Linked DNA regions of Sus scrofa: region 2 is linked to region 1. A link is a contact called in public Hi-C data. All regions are on one chromosome and are shown on one strand. The core of a region is the stretch at or near the end of the contact, and the rest is flanking DNA. Distances in the headings are between cores, read along the strand shown.

Region 1 (3,097 bases), core at 354-2,853:
TGTTCCAAATTCTCCCCCCACAACAGGGAGCATTCCACCTGCAAGTCACTCCAGCGACTATCTGCAGGTCTGTTGTGGTCACATTCACCGATGCTGCTGACTTAAATTAGTAGCTTTTCCTCCTGGTGCACAGAAGACCTAGCAATGCCAGGGCGACTATGCCCTTGGAAGGGAGACCTTAGGTATGGCCCTGCCACTCCAGAGTAAACTACTTTCTTCTCTGTCATTTATTTTAACTTTTTGTTCATCTTTTTAAAGTTTTCTTGAAGTGTAGTTAATTTACAATGTTGTGATAATTTCTGCTGTACAACAAAGTGATTCAGTTAAACATAAACACATATCCATTCTTTCTCGGATTCTCTTCCATATAGATCATCACCGAATACTGGGTAGAGGTCCCTGTGCAATACAGCCAGTCCCCGTTGGCCAGTTATTTTATATGCCACACTGTGCACATGCTAATCCCAAACCTCCAATGTTGCTATTTCCATCTCTTAAAAGTACTGAGTACATGGGAATGCGTTTAGTTTAAGTGAATTTCATGGAGCAAAATTTTAATGTTTAAAAGCAGGAATTCTCTAATAATATGAATAATGCTAACGTCTTGATGACTTTCATTTCTCATTGACTAAATGCTCCTAAACTGAGGCATTTTTAAAGTAAAATTTAGCATGATCAAGCCTAAAATTTTCCACAGAGGGCATAGTTTCAGTGTCAGAATAGTGCTATCACACACACTCTTAGGCACTCATTCAGTCATGAATTTCCTCTCAAGCATATATATGTGGGGTCACCACAGAAAAGGTGACGTGGAGAGATGATCTCATTAGAATGGAAATGGGCATTTTACAGAAAAACAAGATTTTATTTCTTTCTCTTTTTTTTTTTGGACTTTATAGGGCCGCATGTGTAGCACATGGAAGTTCTCAGGCCAGGGCTCAAGTTGGAGCTGCCGCTGCTGGCTTACACCACAGCCATAGCAACTTGAGATCCGAGCCACACGTGTCCTCATGGATACTAGTCTGGTTCTTTAACTGCTGAGCCACGATGGGAACGCCTATGGATTCTATTTCTTACTCAAGAAAACAGTCATTAGAAGAGTTCTTTGGTTTATAAGAGCCTCCCTTCATTACTGTTGTTGTTTTTACAAATAGCTATTTTATATTAATTTGCATTTAAAAATTAATTCACAATTTTAACATGGATATCCCACATAACTTTGTAAGACTGGGGTGCTCTGTAAAGGTGTCAAGGCAAAATGATTTTTGCAGGACGCTTTCAGGTCTTTCTCAGCTACAGTAAAAGAGAAATCTGTTTCCTTAATTTTTTTTTTTTTTGAACACTAGCCAACAAACCCAGAAAACTGGATATTTTAAGTTGTCCTTGAAAAGTTGAGAAGTCAAGGGGCTCTAGCACATGTTTACTTCACATCAGTGAAGTAATCATTAATCATAGCTGGATTCCTCAGCAAAGATGTTGGCATTGGCACTCTAGCCAGTCACCGGCAATGACTGCAAGTAACTCTAGGTCACTGACGCCTATTTGATTTGGAAGAGAATAAGGAACATAACGATGCTGGCAGTGTCCTGTTCCCTTTCGCCGTCCTCCATCTCAGAGCCTTGCAACATCAGGGGCCCAGCTGTTATCCAGATGCAAGCACATCAGCCACAGAGAGTGTGAGAATAAAAACATTAGCAGTATTTCCACGAAACCAGTCACATGGTTATTATAGAAATAATGAACATTAGCATACTACAATATTTGTGTTGTTCTTAAATGTTGTAACACCCGATGGAAGAAATCATCTTTACTTGGAAAAGGTTAAAAATGAAAGAACATGTTATATATCTTTGCTGGGAAATGGTGGGAAATGGATTTGTTGAAGCCCTATGGAAAGGAAGAGGGAATCAATTGAAAACAGAAATCTAATAAATCTAAAATATTTCTAAATGAAATGCTTGTGGTAGACTAATTTCTTGTAAACACAGCACTCAAGTTGCCTGAAAAGTCCCAGATGGTGAACTAACTTTGTGGTCTTAAAAATAAAAGTCAGCCAAAAAAACCCCAAGCAACTACAACTTTATCATCATCAATGTAGAGGGAAACAAGAAATCCATAATCAACTAACATAGTACTTTTTTTTTTTTTTGCAAAATTTGATGGGCATGTGAAGTTTTACTAAATAGAAGGTCTCATTTCAATTTAAAGTTTGTGTGTGTTAAATGGAGAAATAAAAATTTCAAATGATCAGATTGAGGTTAAAAGTGAAATAAAAATCTACCATTATTTAACATAACTTAGAAAAAGTACAATGTTTCTAAAAAGGCCACAGTTTTGAAATGTACTGCAAGGTCTAATTTCTACACTTTAGAGAACTTTCTTCGGTTGACATCTGTAAGATTTTATTCAAGAAGAAATTTTTAAAAGTTTTTCAGGTGGGTGATAAATAAGTTTGTGATTTATGCCTTGACCAGAAATTAAACCAGGTGGAATAAACATCTACCCTACCTGCTCCACTGTCAATAATCCATCAGGAGATTGTGGCACAGACCGCATGGGAGCAGCTGGCACAGGGAGCCTAAGAGTAAAGCGACTTCCTTCATGCTTCGCCAACAACATACCAGCACCATTTGAGCAGTTACATCACATGTTTTTCCTTCTTTACCTTAAAAAAAAAAAAAAAAAAAAAAAAAACTATTGCAACATTCGCCACTTGATTACTCACATCCCAGGTTTCTCAGAACAAGCTTATTCATAATTTCCCCAAGAATAATCAACTTGAACAAACCAATTTGTCATATGCTATATTTATTCAGGAAAAAATAACAAACATTTGTTGGGCATGTGCTATGAGTAGGAATCACGCTAAGTATTTTTTTAATGTACTATTTTCAAAGTAAATTTAAAAATAGAACACAACACTATCCCTCAAACCGAAGTCTAACCTTTGGAAATTAATGCAATAAACTCTTTCTGTCCCTCAATCATCTGTAAAATATGACTCTAATAAATATATTTCATTATTTGTTTTGGTGATGGGGGCTGGCTGCCATATCAGTAAAAGAACAGGATAGGACTTTCAAAATATTATTTAAAT
Region 2 (3,590 bases), core at 325-2,824, 50 kb before region 1:
CATTCTTACAGTGCCCACCATATATACACAGACTAGAAGGAAAAGGCTCCACCCTCAGGGAGTTAATATTGTAGGGGACAGGTATATAAACATTTTGACCAAAAGTGGCATAATTAAATAAACTACAGCTAAAAGAACCATAACAAATAATGGCAAGTGTAAGACACTCAAAGTTTCGCAAAGCAAATCCAGTGGATGCTGCCAAGAAATATACCCTTTAAGGATTAAACAGAGAATAAAAGCATTGTCTATGTAATGAGATATACCAACCTTCAGATTACTGAAATAAAAACTCTTACCAAAGATGCTCATCACATTAAAAAATTAACTTCTTAATGCCTTCATTTCACTTTTTAGCTTTTACTCAAAACAATTACGTGACTATTCCATTTCCCTCTTTCTAGGAAAGCTATATATTTTGTAACCTTCCTTATTTGAGAGGAATGAAGTTATAATGGGGTTGCCATAAGCATGCTGTGGCAAAGAGACTAGGACTATGTGCTTTTATGTGCTACTCTTCCACCCTGTTTCAGATGTAACCTATGCAAAATGAATCTGATCATTTTCTCCTGTACATAGTAAAACTTGTATACACATCCAAGAATCATTCTCTTCATAAAAAGTAAAAGAGAAAAAAAGCATTTCTTCATTTTTTGAATTCAGCTTTAAACATCAATTTCACTTGCTTGATAAACCTCATACCGTATTTTATTTACACTACTTATCATGGCCTTACATTATAATATGACCAAACTGTTTTAAACCTTAGCACAACTGAATTATTAACAAAATAAACAAACCTAAAAAGAAACACATATCAGCGATTTCAACCTAGTGACAGGAAGAATTTATTTAGGAATCAGCTAAATAGTAAAAATCATCTTTTTACTAATCATCCTTTCAAAGGAATAATGTGATCGTTATGAAAAATACAACTCAGCTGAAAAAAAAAAAAACTTCTCTAGCCTTTCCTTAATATACTCAAGGGATTCACACATTTATAGCCAACTGCTTTCCATTTAAATATTTATTGAATTTTATAGGGTGATATGTAGCAATTTAAATGACAATTCAGAACTACCAGAAGGTTTCACCAGAATTACTTATAGTGTATTACAAAATTATTTCATGATATTTTCTAATTCCTAAGACCTAGTTCCATCATAAGAATATATATATATATATATATATATGCTTTTTAGGGCTGCAAATGTGGCGCATGGAAGATCCCAGGGTAGGGGTTGAATCAGAGCTGCGACTGCTGGCTTACACCACAGCCACAGCCATGCCAGATCCAAGCTGCGTCTGTGACCTCCACCACAGCTCATGGCAATGCCAGATCCTTAACCCACTAAGTGAGGCCAAGGATCAAACCAGCATCTTCATGGTTATCGGTTGGATTCATTACTGCTGAACCACAACAGGAACTGCCAAGAATACATATTTTAATAAACAACAGATTAAAACTGAAATTAAAAGTGCGATCATCCACTTTTTTAGGTAGGAGAGGAATGGAGCTTGATTTATCTCTAGTTCATCCAGAGGAAGACCACTGGGCCAAATCAGATCCTGAAGTTAAAAGTAATTAAGCATGCAGCGACAGTGACATCTAGTGTTAACTCATGCAAGCCACTAGACTACCATTAAAACCAGCCTAAGTACTAAAGAAACTATTCAAAGCTTCTCTTTAAAAACCACCAAACAGAACTTATGCATTGTATCTAAAAATTCCTCATAATCAAAGTGTTTCAGTAAGTTTTTTTCCAGACATTTAAAAAAAAAAACCTTAACAGAAAAACCTCTTAGGGAACAAACACAACAAAGACCTAAAAGTAAACAAGCACTGTTTATCCCGTGTGGCCAACATTTGCAACTGCTCACCTTGGTGAGAGCTTAATGCAATGTAATCTGGGGCGTGTTCTGATGAGCACATCATAAACATTTAAACTTCCAGTTACTATAAAAGCAACAATATGGCACGAGCCAGTACTTGATGACATATCAAGAAAAAGCAATTTAAGACATCTCGGGAATACTCGAAGAAGATGCAAATCAACAAAACTTTAGCTGTTGCACTGGGAAACGAGCTCTACATTTCAAGTCCTTGCTACCTTGCTATATTTTTGTTGCTCTGAAAGGTCCACTTATTTAAACAGTAGATATTTTTACCCAAGGGTTTAGAACTTGGCAGCATAGATTAATTTACTATAGTGTTTTTATAGTTATATACTCTAGAGGAATCTATAAAAGTAAGTGAAATTCCAAAAATTATTTTTGGCCACGACAATATTTTGTAAAAAGGGAAGTTAGCATTAGATGAAGCTTACCTATTTTTTTTGGAAAGTTCATCCTTTCCCTTTTTAACTCCAAATATCCTTGTGATCAAGGTACTGAAGAGAAGCGTGGATGAATTTCTCACCTAATGTAAAAATGTATATACAATAAAGGTTAAGACATATTCATGGCATAACACCAACATTTACAATGTTAAAACTAGATATTCAAAATCATTACCCAATTTCCTAGTGGAGGGCTAAAGGAGATATGGTCTCTATTCATAAAATAAGACAATTTTCACTAACTTTGTAGTAATTCCCTCTATGACTTCCTCTCAAACTGAGCTCTATAGTCTAACCACATCCACACAACACAGCTTTTTTCATACTTCTAATATTACCACCAACTGTTTTATTTCTTTGTGCTTATATCATCGAATAACACTTTAAAAAAAAGTTAATTTTTCCACAACATTTCTGATGATGAATAATACCCCAGTAAAAAGCTCAGCTCTCTCCATCTATTTTCTGTAGTCATCTGCCTATGAGAAAATATAAGACCTAACTCAAAGAACCCACATTATTAACATGGCCAGAAAAATATTTAATATCGTATCTAAAATGCTACTACCCGCACAATGCCAGTAACCTAATAATGTAATTTTAAACCCTAAGATTATCTGAGATAACTGGTTCATAAAAATAAGAAGAAAGAACCATCATTAATAAGCATGAATCACATCTATTTCCAAATCAATGTGTCAGGATGCTTTCCTGTATCATAAAAATGTCCTGAATGCATACTGGGCTTCCTCAATTACCTTGCCAAATCAGCGTAGACAGGTATAAACATGTATTGACTTCCCCACAATGTGTAAGGCCCTATACCAGCACCACAGAGAACATCCAGAAATAGAAGACACACACTTACTGCTAACACAGAGCTTATGCCTAATTAGATGGGCATCATATGGTGTGTTAAACAGCAACATAAGAAGAAAGGTAATTAAAAGCAACAATGTAGGATGGAGACCATAGCTTCCCGAAACTACTGCTGAAAGGATCACAAACTCAAATGCCCACAAGGGCCAGTGAGTGAGACAAAAGCAGCAGAGAACTGGGTCTAATGCAGTCGCTATTCAGCTGCAGCTGAAGTTGTTGCCCAGAGGGAATGTAAGCCCAGTGCTGCCAGATCTTCTGCTTTTTCAAAAGAAGCCAGAAACCCCAATTTTTATGTGAAATCTATTTTTAATGCTGGCAACAAATTAAAGGAAGAAGAAGAAGAAGGAAAAAAAAACTGTGGTGGAGGCCAAA

Evidence for each region. A called contact is a pair of places that touch in the nucleus more often than the background predicts.
Region 2: a contact with region 1 is called in a Hi-C map of alveolar macrophages, with 1.9 times the contacts expected there. A contact is called at or near these places in 1 of 5 promoter capture datasets (liver), 12 of 47 Hi-C or Micro-C datasets (adipocytes, alveolar macrophages, brain and 6 more) and 1 of 2 datasets of targeted methods (skeletal muscle).

What each region holds. Positions count from the first base shown.
Region 1 is chr3:96,921,092-96,924,188 of Sscrofa11.1, reverse strand. THADA (thyroid adenoma-associated protein) reads right to left here. Exons shown (of 40, transcript XM_021088406.1): 22 at 2,564-2,665; 23 at 2,509-2,561. Among named protein-coding and RNA genes, the nearest start is that of THADA, 50 kb to the right of the region's middle.
Region 2 is chr3:96,970,810-96,974,399 of Sscrofa11.1, reverse strand. It overlaps THADA (thyroid adenoma-associated protein), which reads right to left. Exons shown (of 40, transcript XM_021088406.1): 28 at 2,328-2,419. Among named protein-coding and RNA genes, the nearest start is that of THADA, 100 kb to the right of the region's middle.